Linked DNA regions of Mus musculus: regions 1, 2, 3, 4 and 6 are each linked to region 5. Evidence: chromatin contacts called from public Hi-C and promoter capture Hi-C data. All regions are on one chromosome and are shown on one strand. The core of a region is the stretch at or near the end of the contact, and the rest is flanking DNA. Distances in the headings are between cores, read along the strand shown. Region 1 overlaps Sh3kbp1 (SH3-domain kinase binding protein 1). Region 2 overlaps Sh3kbp1 (SH3-domain kinase binding protein 1). Region 3 overlaps Phka2 (phosphorylase kinase alpha 2). Region 4 has its middle 100 kb from the start of Phka2. Region 5 holds the start of Pdha1 (pyruvate dehydrogenase E1 alpha 1). Region 6 holds the start of Sh3kbp1 (SH3-domain kinase binding protein 1).

Region 1 (4,311 bases), core at 1,695-4,194, 490 kb before region 5:
AGGGTAGAAATCATCATTTAATTACATGCCTTATTGGCTTCCATTGGCCTGAGATTGGTGGTCAGGTGCAACTGAGAAAGTCATTACTGCCTGTAGTCTTCCTTACTGTTGGCCATGTTGTAAGGCATATTTATGTATTTGGAAGTAATTTCCCTGCAAATGACCTAAAAAAGTAGGCATGGGAGAATTTTGACATTGGGATAGAATTTATGACCCCCCAGATCACTTGCCTCATATGCATGGGAATCTTTTCTTGGTCCTTGACTCATCATTAAGAGAAGTTCCTTTTGTATTGAAATTACCAAGAGATGACCCTATTGGTGGTCAGCCTCCTGTAAAGCTCGGACCTTGTTGCTGTCTCCTCCGAAGTTTGCCATAGAAGGTTCTACTTTATCAGTTTAAGTTGTGGTCAGCCTTCAGGCTTTCCACACTTCCTCTTGGGCCTGTAATGAAGCGAATTCGTGTGCCTGGCTGTGCAGAGTCCATCTCAGATATGAGAACCCATGGGCTGATTTCTACAGGGCGTTCATCCTGCATTTTAGGGAAGTGTAGTTGGCTGGCCTCAAATGAGGGATGTTTTTCTTCTTTCCTTCACTGACTGGACTCAAACTTTTTATCTTGAACCAGACACTGCCATTTACAGCAGAGTTCATTTCTTTTCATTAGGGAGTAATTGCTTAAAAAATGCCTCTCCCCCCCCGCCCCCCCCCCCCCCCGCTAAAAACACAGTCTTTCATCTTCTAAACTGGCAGTGGAAGCTCCCATCAGCTGGCCTCACATGCAAACAGTCTGTAATGGTGGAGATGGTAGTAGGATGCTGAGTCTCTTTGGATTGTCTTGAATGTTGACAATGAATGTTGAGTGAACCTGCTTTGGATGTTATGTGTGTCCACTCCTTTAGGGACCATCTCATGTGTCCTAGACAGCTCTACCTTTGGATGTTAGTACACTTTGGAGAACGGGAGGAGCCATATGTCTGCTTCCTAGGCAACTGAGACTTACTGAAAGTAGAGCTTAAGTGGCCCAACTGTCCTGGCATTGGAAATCATTACTTTTTATTTTTAGGTTATCCTCTGTTAGCCCTAACTCCTTTCAAGTGCAGGCAACTGGAATCAATGAGCAAGACCTTTGTCAGATGGGCCCTATCTGAGTTTAAACTTTCCCTCTCAGTTAGTTGGAAGGAGTTTAGGAGACCCAAATTGAACGAAAGAACAGTGCTAATTTCCATGTTTGCTCTCTTTTAGCCGAATCTGCCATTTAAGGAGGGTTCTGTCTCCCTGTGGATTTAGGGTACTCACTACAAGAAAATGATGTTCAAAAGAGTTCATTCTGGCTCTTTACGAGCTCATGGCACCAGCTAAACCAATAGCCATAAGAACAGTTTGCATTAAAAAAAAAAAAAAAAACCCAACCCTTTGAGGCTCCTGAAGAGCAAGCAACCCTGAGACTGGGACTCAGACACTGTGAGCTTCAGTGGGTCTCAAAAGGAAATTGGTGTCATCATCTCTAGTTGCAAAGTGTTGCGTTAAATGATAAGAAGAGGCTTACCTTGCATTGCTCATTGCCTAAGTAATAATCTTATTTTACTATCCCCGTTCTTGCCCACCTTCACTTACAAAAATAACTCTGAGTGGGTTTTCTTTTTAAAGATTTGTGTCAAACTGATACCTCATAAAATGGCACAAGCAAAGTGTTCTATTTAGAACCTGTCCTGTGACATAAAAACACACGTGTTTTTAGTTATTGGACTCTGGTTTTTGGAATTAAGGCTAGGGGAATGAAGACTGATAGTAGCTATGGGCATGGAGCTAGGTTTTCAGACAAGACATGAAAATGCTGTGGATTTTGCATAGATAGATTTACTTAAGTAAAACTTGCTTATTCATTAGGCCCCAAACATGCTGCTATGGCATTTCGTAAGTAGGACTTTATGTTTCCTATTGCTACCTGTTTTATTTACATATCTCTTGTTGTGATAAGACATTATGACCAAGGCAACTTACAGAAGAAATAATTTATTTATTTTGGGGCTTATGGCTTCGGAGGATGAGTCCATGATGGCAGAGCAAAGGTATGGTGGTGGCAAGAACAGCAGAGAGCTTACACTATAATCCATAAGTACAGGGCAGAGGCACACACACACACACACACACACAGAGAGAGAGAGAGAGAGAGAGAGACAGAGAGAGACAGAGAGACAGAGAGAGAGAGAGAGACAAGGGGAGATTTTGAAAGCTCAAAACTTGCCCCCAATGACACACCCAATAAGGCCACACCTCCTAATGCTTCTCAAAACAGTTTCGTAAACTAAAGAGCAAGCATCCAAATCTATGTGCCAATGGGGGCCATTCTTATTCAAAGCACCACACTGCCCTAACAAATTACTACAAACCCAACACAAGTGTATTGTCTCCCAGTTCTATAGGAGTCTGATGTGGGTCTCATGTGTTTAGTATGAAGGTATTGACAGGGCTGTGTTTCTTACTGGGAACTAGTGAAAAATCTCTTGTTTTTGACCCCAGCTGCTCATGTTTCCTTTCTGAGTCTTCAAAGAAGGTGAACTCTGCTAGCATCTCACCACTCTGACCTCTTTCAGTGTGTCTTCCATAATGTGAGATTCACCTGGAGAATCCAGGTTAATTAATCTCCCCATTTTAATGCCAACTGACTGGCAACCTTGTTGGCAACTTGCTGGTTATTCACAGGTCCTTGGAATTTCATATGTGGGCAGTGTTGGGGATGCATTACTCTAGATAGTTTACTGGGGACTTTTTGTTCTCATCACGTAGTGGGCAATGGTGTCAGTAGCAGCTCATGGTGGAGGATAGCTTCCGTCTTTACAGCACTGCAGGAAATTAAGAAGGTGCAGTTCTCAGACCATGGCTCATGAGAGGCAGGCTGCCCTCGGGCTAGAGCCTCACGGTGGCGTGCTGTTAAAGGGGGGCATGGAGTGGAGCTGACGAGTCACAGCTGGGCTGGCCAGCCAGTGAGTAAGGAGGAAGCAGGAAGATGAAGACAGGAAATGGCAGTCGAGTCAGTCCCTTGGGAGAAAGAAAATAGAAGATGGGGTTGGCTACATTTGACCTAAAGAAAGGAAAAAGAGGGGCCTTTTTTATCCTGTGCTTTGGAACTGGTTCCTCTCTTGAGGTTATGCGGAGACTCTAGACTGAATACATTTGGTCTCTGTTTAGATACGGGTTGTGCTTTTGCCACCGAAACACAAAGGCTTCAAGCATGAGCGCTGAGTCTTGCAGTGGGGGGTAGGGAGAGCAGCAGCCCATGTAATCTAGTCCCAGGAGAGCTCTGCTCTGGGGGTTGCAAACGGACTTGTACAGATTCACAGAGCCTTGGCCGTTTTCTCAGACTCCTAAGGTAGACTCTGCTGTGAACTGACCTATGCTGGGTTGTACTTTGAAGAACTGTCATGCTCTCCTGGGACACAATAGAAGGGAACTTTGAGGGTCATTTCCCACAGCCTTATGATCAGAGAATATTCTAGCCACGCCCGACTCGTGTTAGTCGGAAGGCACAGGGAAGCTGTGCTAAGTTCCCAGTCACAGTGTCTCTGTGTGACAGTGGCAGAATTCAGCTAACCCCCAGAAGGAGGCCAGGGCTTTTATTTTCTAGCCAAACATGGGCCCGGACACAGTACTTTCTGAAGAGGGCAGAGTGCTGAGCTTTGTAGATTCTTCGCTGTAGTTCTTACAAGAATCAGCATGCCATTACAGTGTTTTCCCCAGTTCATGGGTCACAGGGCCATTGCTCATGTTGATGGTTCATCAGCTGCAGCCAGTAAACTCTGATTAGTCTTTCCTGCTGGCCCACCATGCCTGGGAGGGGCATTTGTTTCTGATATGAGTACTTCGAGTGTGAATCCAGCATTTTTGGTTAAGAATTAAAGCTAATTAATAAACCAGAATATATTTTACTGCTTTTTTTTTGAAAGCATGAGTTGATTTTTAACACTTTATTTTGAGGGGCTAGAGAGATGATGGCTCAGCAGTTAAGAGCACTGTCTGTTCTTCCAGAGGACCTGGGTTCAATTCCCAGCAACCACATGGTGGCCCACACATGTCTGCAACTCAGTTCCAGGACTTCTGACACCCTCACACAGACACATATGAATGCAAAACTCCAATGTACATAAGTTAAAAGTAAATTTTAAAAACTTTATTTTGAACAGACTTCAGTCTTGCAGAAAAGATGCAAAAGTGATATTGGGCTTTCACATAGCTCCCACCCAGTTTTCCGTATGGTTGGCTAGCATCTTTCATAATCATAGTTATGTTTATGTTCTTGTTAGAATTGGGA
Region 2 (4,719 bases), core at 2,063-4,562, 460 kb before region 5:
ACAAAATTAATTCACAAAATGAGATAGTGTTTTGGAACAGGAAGCAATGTTTTCTTATTTTATTTTGCATAACCTGTAATTAATTGATACAAGCAGATATTTGTCTGTTGTTCTGTTTTAAAGTTTACATATTCTACTTGGTCCCAAACCTTTGGATACTTCTCACTGTGAAAAATGGAAGATCTTATTCTAATCAGGAAGTTGTCTGGCTCTCTTTGGAATGTGGGATTCAGGGTGTCATTATAAAATCATGAAAAGCTATGTATCTTTAAGCGGTATTATTACTTTAAACATTACTCAGATAAAGCTCTGTTCATGGGTATTCTTCCTTATCGTTGAATAACAAAGATTATATCTTCCTTAAATGTCTGAAGTGTTTTGACTAAACTGACATTCTTTGTAAATTAGTTTGCTAGGAGGCTATTTACTTTCCCTTGAATGGCTTCTGCAGAGAACCATCCTCTATACTTACTATAACAAATAGTCTTTAGTCTACACTGTGGTTTTAATCTTCAAATTCATCTGTACCTACTTTCTGTGTTTTTCCCCTTAAAACGAATTTTTTTTCTGGTCAACTTGCTCTTATCCAGTTTATCTAATGCATCTTCGAGAAGAGCAGCGTGCTCGGCTTACAAGAGTTAGTTTCAGCCCTGAAGTGTTTACTAATGCAGTGTTCCTATGCACCTGGGTGTGTGTGTGTTCTAGGGCCAGGCCCTGGGGAGCCTGTGGCTTTAGAATACAGGCTGTGAGTTACCAGAGGTCCAAGGCTTTATGAGTTCTTTCCTGTCTACACCCTGCCTTGAGTGATCTGAATTTTGATTGGATACTCCTCTGCTGTTGGGAACAATAGTCAAGGCAGAGGAGGGACTGATCACTGTAGCTCTTGACACTTCCAGACTGGTCAATCATACTTTGTAGATAACCTGGTTGTGTTAATTGTGGGCTCTTTTAGCCTTCCAGTCAAATAAAAGCTCACATTTGGGACTGTGTCTTTTTGTGCTGAATGAGAAGATAGAGTTTGAAATAAATGCCTTCTTGGGGCATTCCTGGAGTTGAGCTGATATACTTGATCACCAGCATTGACTGAGTACCTACTGTGGGCTAGATATCAGGCAAGGAAGAGATTATACTGAGATCTACATTGTAAGGGTTCCCAGTGGGTAGGCAATGAGGGAGGCAGATGCACAGAGAAATCTCTTACAGTAAAGCATGGTAATAGCCTGTGAGACTAGTGGCTGCCAGTTGATAGAGCAGCCTTTGTATAGAAGAAGTTTCAGTGTTCATCCATTATCCTTGGACCAGACCCTCTTCCAATATTAAAAACAAAAATGTGAACTCAGGCAAGGTGTTTTGCCTCATGCCATAAAATAGTAAATATGTAGGCTGGAATTCACCTTTAGGGCTATCAGGTGTTTTCTTATAGCTCCTATTATCTATACAAGGTGCTGGTGGCCTGGGAGGCCAGGGTTCCTTGAGCGACAGGAATATTTTCAGTCAGGAAGTGGTGGGCCTTTTTCTCTGTTCTGTGTTGATTCACAACTCCCCCTCCCCTGCTGATGTCCAATTAGTCCTTTGAGCTGTTCTTGGGTCCATGACAGACCTCACTGTGTTCTAGAAGAAGCCATCCTGGCCTGTGCTCGATTCCCTCATGCTCAGAGTCCATACCCAGTGGCTCTGTCGTTGGGATCTGAGTTCTGAGCCCGTCTTCCTCAGAGAAGCTGCTGATAATTTCCTACCAGAGTCAGGCCTTGGGAATCATGTCTTTATTGACTTTGTGCCCTTACTTGTGTATTCATGAAGATCACAAAAAAAAAAAAAAACCCAAAACAAAAGAAAAAAACAAAAAACAAATGACGATCAGCTTGTGTGTGCAGAGCCTCATAGTTCCTGTGCCCTTGAGGCGGGGAAATTCAGGTCCCTAAGCCCCTAACCCCAGACTCTGGTGAGAAAGCACTGACTAGTGGGAACTTGACCTTCTGTAGGGAAGAAGCTGGTACAGAGTTTGTGAGTTGTAAGTAACAGAAACCAAGTGTCTCTTAATCAAAGACGGTGAATGATTCATGGAAAGGCTCTGGGGTGGCTTATGTGGTGGAAGAAGTGTAGGAAAAGTGGCAAGCAGGCTGCTTTCTGGGAGCTCTGGTGGAGCGTGCACTCTAGCCATCTCCAGCTGCTGTCACATTGCTGGCAGTCACTTAGCTTCTGTGCCCATGCATGGGCTGGCAGAGTATTGGACATGTCAGCTGCATTCTCATCAGGTTGGATCTCATGGGGGGGGGGCTTCTCCAAATGGCTTGCTTCCCTGGATGGGGAGAGTGGGGGCTCCCTGGGGGTACCTACATAGTCAACTACTTGAGCAAATACTACAGTTACAAGTTCCTAAATGTGGGTCACATAGTGTTTCCACTTTTATATTTAAAAGATAAATTTAGCTATAACATTTCGCATATGGAAGTGTACACTGTGAGATTTTTTAAAAATCTTTTTATAAGTTTATAGCATTGTGCAATTCTTCCCACAGTTTAAGATTAAAATGCTTCCATCACCCCAAAAGTTCCCGCATACCCACCTAATCAGTCCACATCCCTGGCTCCAGGCAACCATTCATCTATTTTCTGTCTCTTTAGATTTGACCAGAGGTTTTTATTTGTTCCTGATTGCTATAACTTCTGGATATCGTAGAAACTCTGCTACATGGGGGAAGGCAAGGAAGAAGCTCTTCCAGTGGTGCCCAAGTCTGTATCTGTCATTTGGAAGAGAGGCAATGCCAAATCTTGGTCATGGAACATTCTAGACCTCAGTTCTTCACCTGCAAAATTAGAAAATGTATTTGACAAGATGATATCTGATGTTATTTCTATCATCAGTAATCAGCAATTATGCTTTTCTTTTTCATGAGATCTTTTCTGGTGAAAATTACTTCTTGGTTTTCTATATTATCATCAAACAGGATGGAAAGAAAACTTTAAAATTAAAAAATGTATCCATCAGAATGAGCACAATGAAAAAAGTGTAAACCCGCAAGTATGTGACATTTCTACTTCTGAAATGATTAAAGCTTAAGCTGTAAAGTCACACCTCCTGAGACCTTTGTGACAACATGTGTATGTGTATAGAACAAAGGAAGTTCACTGGAAATTCCCATCCTCCTCCATGCTTCCTGGTTCATTCACATATGTATTGAGTCACAGAGGATGCTAGGTCAGGGAGCCAGAATCCTGGGATAAATAAAGGACTTTTACCAGATGAGGCTTGCAGGCTGCTTGGGGTAAGCCAGCATGAAATGCAGCTCTAAGTGGAGCAAAGATAGAGGAAGTTCAGGGGCAAGGGAGGAGGGGTTGAGCCCCACAGTGGGGGGGGGGGGGCTGTATCATTGCCTCTGTTCCCCATCTATCTGCTTGACAGCTGGCTTAGCCAACCTAACAGTTAAAAAACAAAACAAAACAAAACAACCCAAAACAAAAACCCACCCATTTTGGGGGGGAAGACATTCAGCAAGTTTGAAGGCAGAGATAGGGAAGGCTGAAGTGTTAGCATTTCTAAGCAGATCTCTTATCTCCCGCGGCTCTAGCTTTTCTTGTTAACTGTAGCTTTTGGCTTTTTTCTGCAGACAATAGTTACAGCAAACTTGTGGAGGCTGGCTTTTTGGCACAGCAGGCAACTGGAGGGCGGTGTTTTTTTCTGATGGGGAGACATTTTTAAATTTTGTAATTTATAGTGTCTTTAAGTATGGGATTTTGTTTACTTTTGTCCTAATTACACCTCTGAGATCCTTTACCTCATCTAGTGCTTTAATTTGGGGCTCATGCAGAGAAAGTTTCCCAAAGGGTACCATTTAAAAAGAAGTTGTAGGTAATGTTTTACCTTCATTTGCTAGAGTTACCTGCAGCTTCCTGTAGATGAGGATATGCGCTTGGAAGCACAGACTTGGGGTCTGGCCGTGTTTGTGTGATATGAGGTCTTTCCTGCTTTTTTTGCTAAGCATTATTCTAGACTGTTGCTATTCGATAGAAATATAATGCAAGCCACACTCATAATTTAAACTTTCTAGCAGCCACATTAACAAAGCTAAACTAGTTCAAATTAATTTCAATATTTATTTACTCCGGTAGGTCCAAAGTGTCATGCTATAGAGCAGTCCATTTGACAAAAAAAAAAAATGTTCAGCTTCTTTGTATTCTTTGCTATTGGAGTCTTAGAGCAAGAACCCTAGCTCCAGCAGTCCCACAGCCTAGGCTCAGGTACTTGTCTCAGTACTCCAATTCAAGAGATGAGCAATGGTGCTGAGCAGAGAAAGATTAAACTGAGGTGGCCTATTGGGAAGGAAAACAAATAAAGGGATCAAGTAGTTCCTAGTTTCTCTTTGGGGTACTGACATGAACTTTAGGTTTTACTAAAAGAAGGATTGTGCTAGGGACAAGAGGCTGCATTATTAGCAACCCTGGTCACATGGTCTGAGTGACCACAGTCTCAGTTCTGGTTCCAGTGGTGACCCAAAGAAGGCCACACTGCTTGATAGAGAAGGCTGGCTTTCAGCAGGTAATAACTTCTGTTCCATGGTACAGCCTTGCCACCACACACAATAGTTGCCATTTGGGGTGGGGGTGTGTCCTGTCCAGGGAGTTTTGGCTATTGCCACAATCCAAGATGACAACAGAGTCACAACAATGACTCAAACCTTTAGGTGCCTTTTCTGGTATGTGGGACAGGACGTTGTAAAAT
Region 3 (4,575 bases), core at 973-3,472, 410 kb after region 5:
ATGAAATTAAAGTTTAATTTAAAAGCTATGGTTTTTTTGTTTTGTTTATTTGTTTGTTTAGTTTTTAGTTTTTCGAGGTAGGGTTTCTCTTTATGTAGTCCTGGCTCTCCTGGAATTCACTATGTAGACCAGGCTAACCCAAAACTCAGAGATCCACCTGCCTCTGCCTCCCAAGTGCTGGGATTAAAGGTATGTGCCACCACACCAACCTTATTCTCATTCATGTGAGCTTTCTATCTCTCTAAATTATACTGAACAATGAGTGTATGTATGTATATGTTTGAGTATATGTATGTATATATGATATGTATATATTTATAAAGACAAAGGAAAATTTTGAATCTTTTAATACTAGTTTTGAGTAAGGTAAAGGTAAGTAAGCAGTCAAAACAAAAAAGCATGCTCAAGTGAAAGGATACAATATCTTTTGTTACTTCATTACTGTATCTCAATTTATAATGCTCCCCACTTATGCTCTCTCTTCTAGTTGTCATATTATTTAGATTTTTTTTTTAGCACTATAAGGGACCAAACCCAAATCCTGGGCTTGCATGCAAGGCAACTACTTTACCACTCACCTACATCCCTAGCCCTTGCTAATGTGTGTGTGTGTGTGTGTGTGTGTGTGTATGTATGTATGTGTGTTAAGCTACTTGAGCTGACAGTGCTCCCCACAAGAACCATAGACTAATGAAAACCTCAGTACCAGAGATGAGAAACCTTCTTTCAAATGATTAGGCAGAGTCCAAGCAGCAAGCAGTGCAGCATAGACTATTTATTGATGGAGCCCTTGCTTTCCTCTCCAAGGGTGAGGGCAAGCCTCTGCTGTTGAAGATACCTCACGGTTAGGACACAGAGCTTGGATGACATGAGCTGGATCTGACCTAAAAGCCTCTTTGCGCAATCTTGCTTCCTTGTTGACATTTTAAAATGTTATAATTGTGGTCAGACTTTGCCATCCATAAATTTAAAATGATCAGAAAATGAGATCTGGAAGTATAATTGACTGAGCTCTCCAAAAAGCCATGCTTAAATAGCTGGTGGCTGGTGACGTTTTCTGTCCTACTTCTTTCCTCTTTTGTGATGTTGGTTTTTATCACTGCCTTTTCAGTGTAATGGGAGTGTTTGCTTCAAAAGCTGTCATTATAATGAGAGCTGCATCCTTATAATGGTGTAGATGGAGCATAGTACATGCATTTCCTTTTTGTCTCACATTCGATTTTTGCAACAAATCAATCTTTCTTGCTCTCCCACCCGTGTGTGTGTGTGTCTGTGTGTGTGTGTGTGTGTCTGTGTGTGTGATGCTGAGGATGAAACTCAAGACCTTGCATTATAGGCCGCCACTACCACCAAACCACAATATCAACCCCAGCAAATACTTCCTAACCAATAAGCATTGTGTGTATGTGTCATTTGTATGTATGTGTAGTATGTACATGATCATGTATGTGTGTAGAGTATGTTCACATGTGAAAACCAGAGGTTGATGCTTGGTATCTTGCTTTCTGCCTCTCTTTACCTTATTGTCTGAGATAGGGTCTTTCACTAATAGAACTTATCAACTTAGGTAAACTGGCTGGTCAATGAGTTTTGGGGAACCATTGGTCATAAATGTGCCACCAGGGCTTTTATGTGGACTCCAGGGATCCAGACTTTTGTTTGTTTGTTTGTTTGAGACAGGGTTTCTCTGTGTAGCCCTGGCTGTCCTGGAACTCAGTTTGTAGACCAGGCTAGCCTTGAACTCAGAAATCTGCCTGCCTCTGCCACCATGCCCAGCCAGACTTGAATCCTCACAGTTGCACTTTGCTGACTTGAGCCATCTCCCCAGGCCCTTGAGCCAAAAAAAAAAAAAAAAAAAAAAAAAAAAGGAAAAAAGAAAGGGGGTGGGGCTCCTACTTAGGCAGAAACATAATATGTTGCCTAACATTTCAAGATGTTTAAACTTGTTTGGTAAGGCATATTTCAAATGTGAGAAAACTTAAGAATAAACTATTGAAATGAGAATGGCTTGGGAATGATGTGCATGGTATAAATGACAGCTCTGTGGAAAGTTTGAAGACCAAACAGCTACTTTCTTGGGGGCTACCCTTGCCCTCTCCCTGGAAACAAGGCAAGTGGGGCTTGGCTCAGGGGGAAAAAGCAATGGTGTCTCCCTTCTCCTAACATTTCTGACAGCCAGAGTCACTCTGTTCTACAGCCAAGCATTTGTAGCCCAGAGGCCTGTTCTGTTACTGTTTCCTAAGCTGTACTGGCATTGCATAATTAACTGCCAGACCTCTGTCACACTAAAGATGCTGGGGCTGTTTTCCAGGTCCAAGAATACCGAGAAGCCTTGGAGGGAATATTAATCAGAGGCAAAGATGGGATCCACTTGGTGCCAGAACTCTATGCCATCCCACCAGACAAGGTAACCAGTTGTCACCAAGCCCTTGTGGGGCTCATCTAGACCGAGTGAGTTAGGGCTTGGCTTTTTTGGTATTCTCTACCCACCTTTTAGGGCATATGACCTCTTTTCCTCTTTAGAAATCAGAAGTTGCTTCTAAAAGATATAGCTTTCCTATTTATCATAAGGAATTATAGCTTTGAAGAACATATGGAACATATTTGACCATGGATGTCCTAGGGAGGCAGCATCTAAAAACCTTTGAAGCATACCTGTCCCTAATCTGTGTTTGAATCAGGCCCATACACACCTTACCAAAGGAAATCAAAGCCCCTGGAACCTGTCCAATCTAGGATTCCAGACCCCAGGTTCTAGACTCCAGGTTGTGGGCCTTCACACAAAGCCACACCACTTGCTAATGGGTAGTATATTTTACAGTTAGTAGAAATGTCTACACATTGGATGCCCTATTGGACCTTTGAAAGTAGTGATGTAGTAGATTTTTCTTTTAATTTCATGTAGAACATACATTTTGATGAGCAGTGACTTGTAATTTCACCCTCCAAATATGTGAGGCAGAAGGATCAGTAATTCAAGGCTACTTTGTATGACCCTCTTGCAAAGGAATGTTTAAAAATATACATTTTAAATGAGTCTGAAATTTGATCCTTAAATGGCATAAAATTTCTGAGTATTACTTTGGGCCCTAATCTAGAACAGAGGTTCTCAACCTTCCTAATGCCGTGACCCATTAATACAGTTCTTCATGTTGTGGTGACCCCCAGCCATAAAATTATTTTCATTCCTAATTCAAAACTATAATTTTTGAATCATAATGTAAATATCTGATATTTACAATGGTCTTAGACAACCTCTGTGAATAGGTTTTTTGACCCCCAAAGAAGTTGCAAACCATAGGTTGAGAACTGTGATCTAGAAGGAACTATTAAATGTTACATAAATGACTACTTAGATCAAAAGAAAAGTCAAATGAAGGAGTTGAGTTTCTATAAGAAATAGAATATTCTACATCTGGAAGCATTGGATTATTTCACATTGATAATAGCCCACCTAGTCAGCTGGTTCACTTCTGGATTCACTGGAGTGGCGGGGAGTGGGGAGTTTCCTTGCAATGTCCCTATCTACTCAGTCCTACCTAGACTGTTGGGTCTGAGCTTCCAGAAACTCCATATTTCCATCATAGCACGGCAGGTGTATATCATCCAAGTGTTCTTAGGACAAGTTAAAGATAAGATTTCTGTTGTGTCACACCATACCGACTAAGTTATGAAGTCTTCCAGGGATTTTGTGTGTGTGTGTGTGTGTGTGTGTGTGTGTCATAAAGTCTTCTGCAAATTACTTCACTTTACATTTCTATCTGTATGCTATGGATGGTGTGAATGCTGATAAGGGTAAGAGGTGTTGAGGTCACTTTCCATAGCTACATTTTTATATTCCATGTTCAGATTGCTCATACTCTAGTACTGTGGCATCAATGGAAGGAAGCTGGAAACCAAGCAAGGGAGAATGCATTATCTTCAAGGATAGTACACCTACTTTATGGTAGAGACTAGTCATCCATCCCTGCTCTCCCAAAAGGCACTAACCATAGTAAATACTTGGTATCAGGGCTGTGCTTTGCTTCCTGCAAGATAATGCTGGTTGTACATCACAAAAATGTTACTCTACAACTCTCTCCTAAAGACCACACTGACTTTTAGGTATCTACTTGTCATTCAGTGTCCTCTTTATTCAGTGTACTTAGCTTATATGCAAGGCACCAGCGCTGGACAGTAGTTTACCTTAACCTCATTTTGTGTTAGCTTTGCAGGTGAGAGTTTGCAAGGTTCTTCAGTCACATCAATAGCATATATAGAGAGACCACTGGAAAAGAATCTGCAAGGCACCACAAACCTATATGGCTCCTTTGTGCAAATTAGAAAAAGTCTGGGACTACAGTGGCATGTAGCCTGTATGCTTGGGCAAGGTGCCACCATCTATGGACCCTCCACTGCACAGCTGGGGACTAGGGAAAGGATGGCCAACAAAACTGTAGTGAGCAGCTGGCCATGCCTTGCACAGCCTAGGGGCTAGTACACAAGATGGTTCTATATCTGTGAGGTATTGTAAAAGCAGAACTAGGCTGTGAGATGGATACACAGGAAAGATGAAAGCGAAGATGCGGTGCAAGT
Region 4 (4,525 bases), core at 754-3,253, 470 kb after region 5:
GGACGAGAAGAAGAAGTGGGTAAAGTGCTTTGCAATCAAGCATGAGAACCTGTGTGTGGATTCCAGGGCCCATGTAAAGCACAAGTCTCTGGAATCCAAGTCCTTCGACAATGAAATGGGAGACAGATAAGGGAATTCCAGAAGATGGGAGGAGAAAGACAGCCAACCCAAATCACTGTGGCCAAATTTATTAAATGATTAAATAAGCATTCTTATTCATGTACAAGGGCTGCCTCCCCCTAAGGTGAGGTTCAAGAAGTCAGCATTGGACATAGGGAATATAAGGGTTTTATAGCTCAGGGGTAGGGGGTTTCCAAATGGAGGACTTAGTGGGCAAACAGGGTTATAGAAGCAGAACATAAGCATGACAAGTTAGTCATAACTTCCTGAAACAACATGTTTGTGAGATGGACATAACTTTTTCAAACAAACGCATGATCATCATTCCTAGAACAGGCAGTTCAGAGCCATTTGTAGTTACAGGTGGGGCATAGCCTAATCCTTAAGAAACAGAGGTTTAATCATTAACAGAAATAGTTTGTCTTATAGCTTTCAAGCCTAATATGGAAGCAGGATTGTTCATCAAGATAGCCTGATGTAGGCAGCAGTGAATAACAAAAAACACCCTGACTCAAACAAGGTGGGAAGCTGGGGCTAACACCAGGGTTGTCTTTTGTCCTTCACATTGTGCCCCATAGCACAGGTGTCTGCACTCACACAAACATGCACACATACACACACATTCTCTCTCTCTCTCTCTCTCTCTCTCTCTCTCTCTCTCTCTCTCTCTCTCTCTCTCCCCCCTCTCTCTCTCTCTCTCTCTCTCTCTCTCTCTCTCTCTCTCTCTCTCTCATCATATATACGGGGTGGGGGTGAAGAATGCAGGAGTGAATCTGAAATTTGTTGGGAAGGAAGAAGGCTGAGGAAGCAGATCTCATCTTTTCTCTGAGCCACTGGACACCCTCAGAACACATGGAGTGGGGTGCTAGACTCAGCTTCCAGGGCCACCTGCAACTATGGGAGAATGAGGTCACGGACATGCAGTAGACAGAGCTGCTTTTCCTCAAGGCTCTGTCCCCACACCACAACCTTGGTGCCCAGTGCCACCCAATGCCAGCAGTGCTACAGAGCACAAGCTCCAGACCAAGCCCTGCATGCTGCCACCTTCAGCTCCACAGTGACTGGCTCCATGATCGCACCTCTGCTTCCTGAGGTTGTTGCAAGAGACAAACATATTAATATTTGTATAGTGCATGGATATCACTTGGCACATAATAAATTGCTTAATAAATATTAAATTTTATAATATAGGTAGGGGTAAGGCTCCTGGAACCTAACATTCAAAGAATTCCTTTTAGAGATAGCCCCAAATGCCTTCTCTCTGTTCCACTCTTGGCAGCCAGCTCCTGCTGCCTCTGAAACACTCTAATAGCTGCATAAGAGAGTGAAAGGTCCACTCTAGATTTGTAAAATGATACCCTTCCCAAGCAGGAGCCCTTGTGTCTTCCACTGCAATGGCAAAGTGCCTGTGAAGTGGATGGGACAGGGTTTGTTTTTCATTTTCTGTCCACTGTCACCAAGCCCATGTGTGGAACCACCCCCAAGCTCATCAGGCAGCCTCGGGGTTCCCTCCACCCTCGCTTGCAGGAGCGTTGACTCAACCCTGTTTCTTTCTCTCAATTGATCACTCCAAACACCCACACTGGGTGCTTGTGAATCTCAACTCTACATGGAGGGGAAGCCCCAGCAGTACAGGCACCCTGTGAGCACATGCTTTTCCAGCACCTTTGGGGGTGCTGCCCCTCACTAAGCCCCCCTGTAGAGACTATCCACTATGCCATGTGACCAATAGAACTGGCAGAAAACCATTTCCAGTGTCCTCTCCCCCTCTCTCCCTGGGAGACATTTTAACTGGCAACAGTGGGGGGTGAGGGCCGGGTGCCTCTGGGGCTCACCGAGGCAGTGGCAGATCTAGGCTATAATTAAACCAGACTGTGAACATATTGTTCATGGAAACCTTAGCAGAACATGAGTCATGTTGGCAAAGTGAATCACACGGCCTCAGAGTTTCCATTTATACTTGCTGAATTGGGGGACTTTATGCCTCAGTTCAGGATTACTGTCCCCTATTTGTTCTCTTTCAGTGACAAAGGCTCAAAGATGGACATTGCTAAGGGGCACTTGAACAGCCAGGAAGAGCACTGAGACTGGGGCTTAGCAGACACTTAACTGAGACACTTAACATTTCCTCATTTCCCGGGATTCCTCCCTGGGGTGGATGGCACCCTAGGCTTGCCAGAGACAGAAAAATAAAAATAAAACAGAGGGAAATATGGCCATTTTGGTGATTATAATATATGCAACTGGTTTTTTTAAACATAAATTTGGAAAAAGAGGAGAATATTGAGGTTCTGGGCTCAGATGGCTTAAATGAAGTCTCATGAATAGCTTTTGGGCAATCCAGAGACCAAGACAGGTATCACATGTAGCCTCCAACATCTACCTAACCTTCCTGGGTCTCTATTTTGTCCTCAGTGAACCAGGAGCAATGACAATAGCCTTTTCCTCACAGGATGGCTAGAAAATGTTAGTGAGTGATGGGAAGGCTGAGAACGGTGCACAGAGGACAAGCTGAGGGTCTGCTGCTTTTCATCATTTGACATCAATGTCACCAGCCTTTCAGTGACATCACTGAACACCAAGGGAGCTTTGCAGAAAACCATGGTCAGGAGACTGGGCATAGGTGACATTCCCAGGGGAGGAAAGCTACCAGGGCCTTCCCTGCACCCTAGTTAGTCAGTTTTGCTATGAGCAAGGAAACATACATTCCATCACACACGTTAGCATCAAGCCTGAGCGAGACTCCTTCATGCATTCCCATGGTACTCTGCTACACAGGCATTCTGAGAAAAGGGAACAGCTCTCTCCCTTGAGATTTGCAGGGTAGGGTCTAAAGCAAATAGTGATGAGTGGGGAGTTGTCTGCCACTTTGGGTCATGCCAGGCTATGGACTAAGAGTCCCTACAGCCATGACAAAGCCACCCTCATCACTCAACATATTGGAGGCACTTCTAGTTCTAACACTGTCACTTCATTTGGGTCCCTCCAGAGGTGGGGACTGTTCCAATGACAGATTCCCTGGAAGCCATTTCATATACTCAGACCCAACATGCAAGGGACCTCAAAGAAATGAGAGCCCTGCCCTAATGAGGGGCTGCTTTATCATCCTCTGTTTCCTATGCTGTGGACAGTTTTTATTGGCCCAAGCTTCAAGTGATGAATTAACTTCTCCTCTTGTAATTTATTAATTGGAGATGAACATAATATCCAAATGAAGTTTCCATTTGGTGTGGGGTAAATGGTGTTCCCAAGCTGAGGGAGCTGGGATTCTTGCCAAGAACAAAGAACGGTGACATTTTCATTGGCCCAAGATAATCTTATTTGGAGCTCCAAGGACATTCTCTGAAAGGCTTATGGCAATATCTGACAGGCTTCCTTTAAGATAACCTCCATCGAAGTAGTTCAGGGACCCCAGGAAGGGAGTCATGTGGCAGTGTAGGGATGTCCTCTGATCTCACCATAGGATATTCTTACATAAAGACATCTCATACATGTATTCTTCTGGAGAGGAAGGATGCTAGGGACAAAGCCTAGAACACAGTTCCAAGGTAGACTACCTACTCTGACAATCCAGACTCCACTTCATGGTGACATTAGAGGTTCCCCCAGAATTGTCACCTTTTTAACCCTCTAGACACAGACGCTAAAGTTCTGCCCTTGGCCTAAGAAGCCCCAAGTCCCAGGCTAGGAAAACACATTCCTAAGACAGGAAGTCCAGGACCCTCCTAAGGGACCACCTGAAGAAAACAGCCAACTGCCTAACAATTCTTCCTTACCAGTCATGTGGGTCCACTGAACACTGGCAGTCAGTTATTTCTACAGTATATGCTTAGTACCTACTACTATGCTGTGATGGTTTGTATATCCTTGGACCAGGAAGTGGCACCATCTGGAGGTGTGGCCTTGTTGGAATAGGTGTGACCTGGTTGGAATGGGTGTGTCACTGTGGGTGTGGGCATAAGATCCTCACCCTAGTTGCCTGGAAGTCAGTCTTCCACTAGCAGCCTTTGGATGAAGACATAGAACTCTCAGCTCCTCCTATGCCATCCCTGCATGGATACTGCCATGCTCCCACCTTGATGATAATGGACTGAACCTCTGAACCTGTAAGTCAGCCCCAATTAAATGTTGTTTTTTATAAGACTTCCCTTGGTCATGGTGTCTGTTCACAGCAGTAAAACCCTAACTAAGACATGTGCTTACCTCCTGATATGCTGGTCCCCAAATATGCTCTACCTAATATCTTATCACCTTCTGTGCTCATCATCCGATATGCTTACCACCCAATATGCTTATTTACCTAGTGTGCTCAGTCTGGCCCATCCAAGACGATAGGTGATGTACCAGAGACACCCAACAATGTTGAGCTAAACTTGAGCCAGGTTCTTTAATGAGACATGCTTGT
Region 5 (4,362 bases), core at 940-3,439:
CGTGCTGCTCCACTTCTTTAAGAGGCAGAGGCAGGCACCGATCTCTGATCGGAAGCCAACCTAGTCAACATGTGAGTTCCAGGCCAGCCAGGAGCTACACAGTGAGCCCCTTACATAAAGAGACAGAGACACAGAGACAAAGACAAAGAGACCTACTTCTCTTCCTCCTTAGCATGCCGGATGTGGTCACACAAGATTTTAATGCAAGCACTCCGGAGGTAGAAAAGCAAAGAGGTCTGAGTTCCAAGACAGCCAGGGATACATAGTGAGACTTTGTCTCAAAAAAAGAAAGAAAGAAAAGAAAAGAAAAGAAAAGAAAAGAAAAGAAAAGAAAAGTTAAAAAGCTACTTTCTGGATATGTTCCACCACAACAAAAAGTGAGAAAAAAACTGGGTACTTCCTATGGTGAATTCGACTCTAGAATCTATTTCTTTTTCCCTGCTGTAAGGTGAATTTAAAGGAAACGGTAAACGGCTGTCAGACAAAGCGATACAACACCTAAGGTTAGCTTCTAGTGTCGAAGGAAGATTTAAAAGTGTTCCCAGCTTCCTAGTACCCTCTTATACTCCAAAAGAGGAGCACATGTCTTCAAAGCAGAAGGTATGATTTTTATTGATTTCGGACTCTAATGCAACTTATAGAAACTTTGATTCTAGTCAGAGCTGTTTATTTTTTCTTTCCACTGAGAACAAAGCTTCTTTTCGTTTTCAATTTTATTTCATGCCCAGCCCCCAAGCTATAAACAAATTTCCCTTCAACTAACAATTTCTGCACACAAGAAACTTGTTCAAACAAACTGAAAATCAATGATGCACTTTTAACACGCGTGAAGATCGTGGCCGAATTCAGGACACATACTAAGAGCTCAATAAATGTTGGCTATGTCGTAGAAATGTGCTTTGCTGCCGGTTCAGATTCAAATGGTGGTTTTCCATTCCTTGATGCAATTCCTAGAGAAGGACATTTCGACCTTTCTACAACCTCCCCACACTGAGCAGAATTGCATCAAATCCTAAAGAAATCAACAGAACCAGAATTACAAGTCAAAGCCTGATGACAGTTACACCAAGAGAAGGCAACCTCTGTGTGGCTAGAGGTCAAAATGCTAAAAGCTTAGGTATTAGACAGCTCTTAAAGCCGGGCCATAAGTCTTAACCTCTAATCCCAACTCTCCGAAAACCATTGCTGTTTTCTTTCGCTACTTTGAACTCTAAGCCTCTGTGTGTTTAAGGGTAAAGGCGGCTTCCTCTGGGTTATGCTCGATTGCTCGAAAATTGACTGCCAAGAAAAAGTTCAGAGGAGCAGGGAGTGGAGGAAGTTTGTTTTCCGTGAACCTGACCTCCCTGAACCTTCCTCAGAACAGAACACAGGTGATCCACAAATGCTCACGCAGCTGGACACCGGCCCTTGGCAGGTGCCAGGCAGAAGGGTTGGCATTCGTGCCACTGACCAACTCAAGATAACCACCCCCCCAGAAGGTAGCGTCCTCAGAATCTCCATTATGGAGATGAGAGAACTAGGCCCTCAGACGAGTTTTTACATATCCTGCTTCTTGATGGTTCCTGGTGCCAAGGCTAGTAAACGAAGAAGTCGGAGTGCGCACGGAACCTGACTCCCGGGACTGGGAGCTCTTTATTTCGTCTTACGTGGCCTCATAGCCAAGAGCAATGACATGAAGGAGAGTGGAAGTCAGCGGAGTCCAGAGAGGCTGGAGCAAGCCCAAGCTCCGCCTCCCAGTGTCCCGTAAGGGACGAGCAGTTGTGGGGCGCTGCAGGGGAGCTGGCGTGAAGCTCCGCTGGGGGCGATCGGGGGAAGCACAGCGGACCGGGCCCGTTCTCAAGCCGCTCTTCCCCCGGCCAGTGGCGACACGGACTGCGCGGAAAGCCCACCCAAGTCCCGCAGCTCGTCCCCAGCCCCCAGCCGTGCGCTCCAGGGGGGCCCGGTCCGCCCTCTTCCTGCCCCGCCTCAGGCCGGCTCCAGCCCCACCCCGGCCTCCCGGGATCAGGCGACCTCACCGGCTTCTGCGCAGAGCCTGCCAACACGCGGGATACAGCGGCAAGCATCTTCCTCATGGAGCGCAGCAGACTCACGCGGCGGCCGCGGCACCCAGGCACTCAAAAGGAGTGGTGCGGGCGTCCCCAAGTCTCCTTGAGGCGCCCGGAGCCGAAGCCACGCCCAAAACGCAGTGACGGAGTCGCGACGGCATCACACGCCGCGCTAGTCTGCAGGCCAACCAGAATGGTTGCTGGCGATGGCTACGCCCTTCTGAGGAGGAACATGTGGCCGTCCATTAATTAACTAAAAAATGAGGTGGGGCTGTGGCTGGAGGGTGAAGAGGCCGGTGTCCCAGGGCGCCTGCGTGGGAAAGTGGGGGGCCCCGGGGCGTGGGGAAGAGGCCTCTCCTTCCTTTTGCCCTGAGTACCACAGACCAGCGAAGAAGTGGTGAAAGCGGGTCCTGCCCTTTGCCCAGTCGGGCCTGTGGTACAGCTTTGGCAGGCAGCCTTGTTCCATTACACAGAGAAGCCATGGTGCCAGGGCAAGAAAGACAGATCATCTGGTTTCTAGAAATGGTCCTGCCACTAATTTGTCTTTAAAAGGTCACATATTCCTTGCAAAGTGTTGCCCTGGTTGACTTGGGTGAGATTTAACAGTTAAATGCTGGATGTTGCTGGGTGTGGTGGCACATGCCTGTCATTCCTTCCTTAGGGAGTCTGAAGTCAGATGATAGCCAGAGTTGGAGGTCAGGCTGTCTGTTCAGTTCAAGACAAGCTTGGACTACTTAGCGAGGCTATCTAAAAAAAAAATCAAAATAAGTAAATGAAAGCAAATATTAATCGTTGACCATAGACATCCAAGAGTTTAGCTTTAGCGTTTATTCTTTGATTTTTTGTTAGCTTGCTTCTTTTCATGGGGGACTCAGTTATAGACAAGCAGTTTGTCTGTCCTTTATGCTTGGGAAAAGGCAGAATCCTGTATCTCCTGTGTTGTTGTTACCCAAACACTATTAAGATTAGGACACGAGACTTTATGAGAACACGGGAAACGTGCAGATGATGATTTCTCAAAGTTCAAACTGTTGCCTGGATCGGTCAGCTTCACATTATCACTGGGTCAGAGAAACAGAGGCTGACTTTTCCATTCAAATGTCCAGCATGGATTGGCCAGGTAGCATTTCTAGGAGGTCACTTGGGAACCCAGGATAAAAAGTCCTCTAATATTTGCATTTATGATCTCCATGGATGAAGGATGAAATGAGTGCTGTAGTGATGCATTATAACTCACGGGAAAGAAAGAGCCACAGATCCTTCACAAATACGCAACTGAATAAGAGAAAAGAGCAACATTGCCTGGAATTCTGGTGCCGGAGAGGCAGAGACACGAGGATCCCAGGTGCTTGCTTGTCCATCAATCTAACTGAAGTAATAGCCAGGATAAGTAAGAGACCCTGCCTCAAAAAGTTTAGCTGAAGAGTGACTGAGGAAGACTGACCTGAAATTAACCTTTGACTTCCGCGTGCATGTGCACACACAAATATACACAGATTGAGTGGGTGGGAATCACCACTTCACAAAGACACCATCACCACTGCAGGCAGGAATTATCAATAGAAGCTAAAATGAATGGCAGGAAAAAATGAGAAACAAGACTTTTGCATTATTACAAAATATCCTCCAACAAGAAATTTATCATTACAAAAGTTAATGCCTTAAAGAAACTGCCCTGGGGAAACAAGGGAACCAGTGTTTTCATAACTAGAATATTTTCGTTACAACCTTTTCTTTGTTAAAAAAAAAAATTACAAAGCCAAGGCTCAAGATGGCTCAACAGGTAAGAACACTTGCCACCAAGTCTGAGGGCTTAAGTGATTTGTCCTTTCATGTACACACACACACACACACACACACACACACAGAGAGAGAGAGAGAGAGAGAGAGAGAGAGAGAGAGAGAGAGAGGCACACAAGTACAGAAATTGAAAGAAATAACAATATGTACTAACCAGTACCCTCAGAGCTCCCAACCAAAGAAAACACATGGAGGGACCCATGGCTCCAGCTGCATATGTAGCAGAGGATGGCCTAGTTGGTCATCAATGGGAGGAGAAGCCCTTGGTCCTGTGAAGATTCTATGTCCCAGTACAGGGGAATACTAGGGCCAGGAAGCAGGAGTGGGTAGGTTGGTGAGCAGGGGGAGGGGGGAGGGGGGAGGGGGTTTTCAGAGGGGAAACCAGGAAAGGGGATAACATTTGAAATGTAAATAAAGAAAATATCTAGCCAGGCATGGTGGTGCAGGCCTTTAATCCCAGCACTCAAGAGGCAGAGGCAGGTGGATTTCTGAGTTTGAGGCCAGCCTGGTCTACAAA
Region 6 (5,023 bases), core at 519-3,018, 510 kb before region 5:
CACTCTGAGAATACAAGGGTCAGCAACCACAAATCTTCAGCACCCATGTGCCAAGCTACCATAAATCTAGCTCAGCTATTTCCTTATGGAGCACATGCCTAACCATTTTTTTTGGGGGGGGGGGGTCTGAATGTCTTTGAGAGAGAATTAGAATGGTCTAATAATCTGGAGCTTAGCCAAGACAGCCACTTTCAGAATTTCAGACACAGTTCTTGTTGCGTTGAGGGGAGAATGTTCTACTAACAGCGGGTTAAGTTAGGCTCTGAGTCTCAGTGTTTGTCAACTACAGGGTCATAAGGTTTCATTGTCTTAATAAGAATGTGGATGCGTCAAGGCACGTAACAAGCAGGGCCACTGTAGGGATGAGCCTTCTGTATCTTGATTCGTCTAGGTTGCTGTGACACACATGACCAGTGTCTAGAGAAGGATGCTGCTGTTACTCTTCTTTTTAAAGCCCTGCCTGCAAGTCTCTCCTCTTCCCTCCCCCTTACTCATCAGGATCATCCTGTGTCCCAGGCTAGCCTTTAAGCCAGAACTCATTAACAGCACCATCTTCTATGCCTCAGCCTTATGACTGAAATACCCCCTCCACCCTCCAACATATTTCTACAGAAATTTTAGGCTTTGACCCAATATACAAATAATGCTGCATTATTATTATTCACCGGGTACGCAAGGCAGATCTCCATTGGGCATGGGGTCAGCTTTTATTTGTCACCTCTGGGTTCACTAGTCCCCAGCCTCCATTTGCAGGGGACAATGATCTAATTTCTCTCTTGTCTCACTTTCCCTGTTGCCTATTTTGTCTCCAGTCTAGCTCACTATCTCTTCCTACCACCAGATGGTGGAAAGTGGAAAGGAAACAACAGACTGCTCAATGAATGCGGTCGCAGGCAAGTCTCTTTGGCTGAAAGGTGTGGTGGAGAATAGACTCCAAAAAAGAAGCTCGTTGAGTTGCCCAGGAATTCCTATGGATTTCTATTTTCATTTTAGTGTCCACTTAAAATTGTTGTCTATCCGGGTTTGAGGCTCAATAGAGCACAGTGATGCCTGATGGAGAACCAGCCAATCTTTGTCTCTGGACCTAGAAACATTCCTAGGCAGCAGAGCCCCACACCTTGTCCGGGTACCACTGGGTCAGGTGTAAGGAGGGTCTAATCCTGGGAGGGGCGGTGGCCAGCAGCGGACCTGCTCAGCAGCCTGACTGCGCCCTTCTCATTGGGCACCTCTAGCCCAGTACCACCTCCTACGCTCCAAACTCGCACCTGGTCTGCCAGTACTCCAAAGCCACAGCCAAAGGCCCCTTCCTCCCACAGCCCCCTGCTAGCAGCCTTCTTCCTCTATGTCCCCCCCCGCAGGGAAGGGGTGTCACCTGTTAATAACAGCAGGTGTCCCGCTCTTCACCTGCCACCGGCTTCCCCTCCCCCAGCCCTCCTTTCTCGGGGTTCTGCCTTCGATCCACCTTTTCCACGTGCCCCACAACTCCGACGCCCCCACCCCCACGGACCCCCTAAATCTCCTCCAGTCTCGAGGAGTCTCGCGGCATTTCCCGGGGCGTGAGCCGAGCCTAGGCGGATAGGGGGCGACCCTCTGCGGAGCTCCAGCCGGGACAGAGCCAGAGGTGAGGGGGGCGGCCGAGCCCCGCAGACAGAGGACGAGCCCCAGAGTCGGGCTGGACACTGCTCGGGCCCCGCCCCTCGACCCCGCCCCCGCCTGGCGGCCGCGCCTCTCGGGCGGGCGGAGCCGCTGAGCTTCGCCGCGGCGGGGAGGAGGGGAGAGCAGGCTCCGAGGCGGCTGCAGGGCACTGGGCTGGGCGGTGCTTTTTTTCTTTTCTTTTCTTTTCTTTCTTTCTTTTTTTTTCTTCTTCTTCTTCTTTTTTTTTTTTTTTCGCAATTTCCACTCGCAGAGAGCAGGAAACCCGGAGCAGCCGGGTGCAGTGGGGCCGCGATGCAGCAGCAGCAGCAGCAGGAGTCGCCCCAGGGTAGCAGCGGCAGCAGCAGCAGAGGCAGTAGCGGGCGGCGCTGAGCTGCCACCACCGCCGCTGAGGACGAAGCCGGCCCAGCAGCAGCCGCGTCCCGACGCTCGCGCCCCCGATCCCTGCGCCGCGACCTCGGCGCTCCGAACCCAACGCCCGGTTCCGCCAACTTTCACGCTGCTTCGGCGGCTCGGCTCGTCTTGGCGCCAATGGGTGAGTGCAGGGGCCGTTCGAACCTTCAGCCCATCTGTGTGTAGGGGTCGACTGGCGCGCCCATCCCGGGACCGCGGACCCGGGGAGGGCGCCCTGGAGCAGGGCCGGGAGAGTGACATCGCGCAGAGCGCCCTCCCTCGCCTTGCGCACCCCCATTCACTCTCACTTGCTTTAGTGTCCCTGCGGAGCCCGCGCGCGGCACGGACTGGAACCCGAGGGGGCCTGAGCAGAGAATCGCGGGGGCTAGCTCCGGGGCTGCTTGGGTTGAGGGAGTCAGGGGGTGTGGTTGGCTTCTTCGGGTGGGCGGGGAGAGTTTTGTCTTTGCCATTCTCCCACCCAAGTGCACCCTCCCTGGCGCTGTGGACCCGGGTACCAGGATTTGGTGGGCTCTGGCCCTGTACAGGGCTCTTGGGCCAGCCTGAGAAGAGCCTTGAAGGTCGGGGTCTCTGGGAGAGGGTTAGACTGTCTTTACTGCCTGATGATGCCGGTGGTGGGAGGTTAGGAAACGCCCCAGTACCGGGCATGGCGGGCTGTCCCAGGGTCCTGAGCTCTTCATGCGTTCCCCACTTGTGCCTCCACCTCTCACTCTGTCTTCCCCCACGCCGAACCCCTCTCCACTCTGTTACACTCAAAGGCTACTTCCTATATCCTCCTCTCAGTCTGCAGGGCCAGGAACTGGAAATGGTGATCCAGTTTTTGATGCACCTAGCAAGCATAATTTCCATGTAGGCAGCTAACCTTAGCTCTTCAGGATCCTTTTTATTATAGACCTGACAGTGTGGAAACCACCTTACTGCCCAGGGGAACTGGCACTTTACTGAGCAAAGGACTTGTGACTGTCTGGTCTCTAGTAAACGTTTGCTTTATCTAGGTACTAGCCTTGCTCATTGGTCAGCCTTTGCTTGTTATGCCTCTAGCATATGATTTTTGGGGTGTTTCTAGGCCAAGCATAGCAGTTTGCACATTATAATGAATCGTTATAAAGTGAGACTTTTTGTATGCAGGTAATAGGATCTTACACTAGCCAGCAAGAAATAGGCAGGAGTCAAAGGGTGCTAACCCAGTAAGTTGTTCATTAGTGAAGTTCAATTCCCTTTTGTGATTGTTTACCAAAATGTCTTTCCCTTTGTCAAAGTGGTAGTGACTGGGTGGCCTCTCAGCTTAAGTGCCCTTTTCTGATGATCACAGCACTCTAGGTCTAAATGAGTTCCTTTATCGTATGACATTTTTTTTCCACATCAGAATGACATATTCCAGTGTGTTTAACATTTATCTCCTCTACCCGAGGCTCAGTGACCGTTGGGACAGCATTGTGTTGTATGGTACTGCTCAGAATGGTTTTTCTTCCATGCCTGGTGTAGAATCGGCTCAGAATCAATATCGAATAGATGGGTGGATGGCATGAAACTCCGTGGAAGACACAACACTTAATTCATACTCTTGCTTTGCCTTGATGAAGATGACTTAGCCCATTGGCAAAAGAAAATACTTTAAAACCCTTGTGGAAAATGGTCATTGTGGAAATGCAGCGATTTCTTCTGAGGTGATAAGGAATGTTTTGGGGATCACTTTTCCTTTGGGGTGGATTACTGAAAGAGTTCTGCACAAAAAGAAGTCGCTGGTCTGCATAGGCAGGCTGTGCTTTGTTGATCTCAATGGGAAGAGGATGGAGGCTCCTTTAAGAAGCAGCAGACCTGTTTATCATTGAGATCTAAACTGTTTGCATTCTTTAGGCTCTCTTAAGAAAATGAGAGAGTGCTTCTGCAATTTACAGCCCTTTTCAGTATCATTTTAAAATTGTAGCCATTATGCAAGTAGGGGTGCAGCAACCAATTATTATTTATTTCAAGAGTTTATATGTAAAGGCACCAAGAGTAAAATGAATGCCATTTAATTCATTATAATGTGCCTAAGTGGGATTTAAGGTGCTTGTAGTTTGTGGACAAAAATCACCTGCTGTTTTCTAAAGTGTCCTTAGTGGTATATTTGCAATGAAATACAGATATTTAATAGTTGGTTCTATTTGTTTTCTAAGAGCAAAACCTAGTAGTGCTGGGATTCTATGTACACCACACACACACACACACACACACACACACACACACAGACACACACAGACACATATATACAGACACACACACACAGACCACACACACATACACACACACCACACACATATCACACACACATACCACACACATACACAAACACATATATACAGACACACACACACATCACACAGACACATACACACACACACATATACACAGATACACACATCACACAGACACATACACACACAGAGAGACACAGACACACATACACAGACACACACACACAGACACATACACACACAGAGACACAGACACACATACATCACACAGACACAGATACACACACATGCACACAGTCCCTTTCTCCAAAGCTTTCTGGTTTTCAGAAGATTTCTCTTATTTGTCAATTGATATGCTTGCTTGGCCTGACGATGACTTTCCTGCTGATAGCTAACATAATCAAATCATACCATATAGTCCTTGATCTAATCACTAAGTGAAAGTCACACAATCCCTAACCCTGAAGTGAAGCTGGCCGGTTGTGCAGTGGTCTCTTATTGAACTGGGAGGGGCCTACATTGCCAGACACAGGGAAAGCTTCTTATGATTAGAGCAGTGCAAGTCCTGTGACCCAAATCTGGAGGAGCGAAGGGCTTGCAAGCCAAGCAAATGACTTCTGTTGAAGGCTTTCCAGAGGAACAGTGAAGTTTGTACAGCTTGAGGCAATGCTGTGTCAGTGGTCGACTATGCTAAAAGAAAGCTAAAGTGAATGCAATGCTAT

What was found. Promoter capture Hi-C pulls out the DNA fragments that hold promoters and counts their contacts. A called contact is a pair of places that touch in the nucleus more often than the background predicts. Capture Hi-C pulls out chosen DNA fragments and counts their contacts.
Region 1: a contact with region 5 is called in a promoter capture Hi-C map of pre-B cells. The contact joins the enhancer-like site here to the promoter of Pdha1 in region 5. A contact is called at or near these places in 5 of 39 promoter capture datasets (the C10 cell line, the HPC-7 cell line, liver and 2 more) and 1 of 115 datasets of contacts at active chromatin or transcription factors (trophoblast stem cells).
Region 2: a promoter capture Hi-C map of pre-B cells shows a contact between it and region 5, with 5 times the contacts expected there. The contact joins the enhancer-like site here to the promoter of Pdha1 in region 5. A contact is called at or near these places in 4 of 39 promoter capture datasets (the C10 cell line, neutrophils, pre-B cells and 1 more), 1 of 115 datasets of contacts at active chromatin or transcription factors (extraembryonic endoderm stem cells) and 1 of 9 other capture datasets (liver).
Region 3: a contact with region 5 is called in a promoter capture Hi-C map of hippocampal neurons, with 2.7 times the contacts expected there. The contact joins the enhancer-like site here to the promoter of Pdha1 in region 5. A contact is called at or near these places in 6 of 39 promoter capture datasets (the 3T3-L1 cell line, 3T3-L1-derived adipocytes, HPC-7-derived erythroid cells and 3 more) and 4 of 115 datasets of contacts at active chromatin or transcription factors (astrocytes, embryonic forebrain, extraembryonic endoderm stem cells and 1 more).
Region 4: a Hi-C map of uterus shows a contact between it and region 5, with 2.7 times the contacts expected there. The contact joins the enhancer-like site here to the promoter of Pdha1 in region 5. A contact is called at or near these places in 11 of 39 promoter capture datasets (the 3T3-L1 cell line, 3T3-L1-derived adipocytes, the C10 cell line and 6 more), 1 of 484 Hi-C or Micro-C datasets (uterus), 10 of 115 datasets of contacts at active chromatin or transcription factors (astrocytes, embryonic stem cells, fibro-adipogenic progenitors and 2 more) and 1 of 9 other capture datasets (embryonic stem cells).
Region 6: a promoter capture Hi-C map of liver shows a contact between it and region 5, with 4 times the contacts expected there. The contact joins the promoter of Sh3kbp1 here to the promoter of Pdha1 in region 5. A contact is called at or near these places in 16 of 39 promoter capture datasets (the 3T3-L1 cell line, 3T3-L1-derived adipocytes, the C10 cell line and 11 more), 26 of 484 Hi-C or Micro-C datasets (the 63-12 cell line, the AML12 cell line, CD4 T cells and 19 more), 17 of 115 datasets of contacts at active chromatin or transcription factors (the 230-238 cell line, the NIH/3T3 cell line, astrocytes and 10 more) and 5 of 9 other capture datasets (adipose tissue, embryonic stem cells, liver and 2 more).

What each region holds. Positions count from the first base shown.
Region 1 is chrX:159,647,282-159,651,592 of GRCm38.p6, forward strand. The region is part of intron 1 of Sh3kbp1 (SH3-domain kinase binding protein 1); the gene reads left to right. Among named protein-coding and RNA genes, the nearest start is that of Sh3kbp1, 22 kb to the left of the region's middle. Within about 2 kb of position 2,945, at least 94 of the 459 cell types and tissues checked have an H3K27ac peak or open chromatin away from gene starts, as enhancers often do. A contact at or near this core is called in pre-B cells and trophoblast stem cells, where this site is marked.
Region 2 is chrX:159,673,014-159,677,732 of GRCm38.p6, forward strand. The region is part of intron 1 of Sh3kbp1 (SH3-domain kinase binding protein 1); the gene reads left to right. Among named protein-coding and RNA genes, the nearest start is that of Sh3kbp1, 48 kb to the left of the region's middle. Within about 2 kb of position 3,313, at least 75 of the 459 cell types and tissues checked have an H3K27ac peak or open chromatin away from gene starts, as enhancers often do. A contact at or near this core is called in pre-B cells, where this site is marked.
Region 3 is chrX:160,546,864-160,551,438 of GRCm38.p6, forward strand. It overlaps Phka2 (phosphorylase kinase alpha 2), which reads left to right. Exons shown (of 33, transcript NM_172783.4): 11 at 2,312-2,407. Among named protein-coding and RNA genes, the nearest start is that of Phka2, 47 kb to the left of the region's middle. Within about 2 kb of position 2,223, at least 6 of the 459 cell types and tissues checked have an H3K27ac peak or open chromatin away from gene starts, as enhancers often do. A contact at or near this core is called in 3T3-L1-derived adipocytes, where this site is marked.
Region 4 is chrX:160,602,433-160,606,957 of GRCm38.p6, forward strand. No RefSeq gene overlaps it. Among named protein-coding and RNA genes, the nearest start is that of Phka2, 100 kb to the left of the region's middle. Within about 2 kb of position 2,004, at least 85 of the 459 cell types and tissues checked have an H3K27ac peak or open chromatin away from gene starts, as enhancers often do. A contact at or near this core is called in fibro-adipogenic progenitors, hippocampal neurons and uterus, where this site is marked.
Region 5 is chrX:160,136,241-160,140,602 of GRCm38.p6, forward strand. Pdha1 (pyruvate dehydrogenase E1 alpha 1) reads right to left here and starts at 2,190. Exons shown (of 11, transcript NM_008810.3): 1 at 2,016-2,190. The coding sequence starts at 2,072. Gm39547 (a long non-coding RNA gene) reads right to left here and starts at 2,007. Exons shown (of 2, transcript XR_878293.1): 1 at 1,541-2,007.
Region 6 is chrX:159,625,504-159,630,526 of GRCm38.p6, forward strand. Sh3kbp1 (SH3-domain kinase binding protein 1) reads left to right here and starts at 1,769. Exons shown (of 18, transcript NM_001135727.2): 1 at 1,769-2,188. The coding sequence starts at 2,185.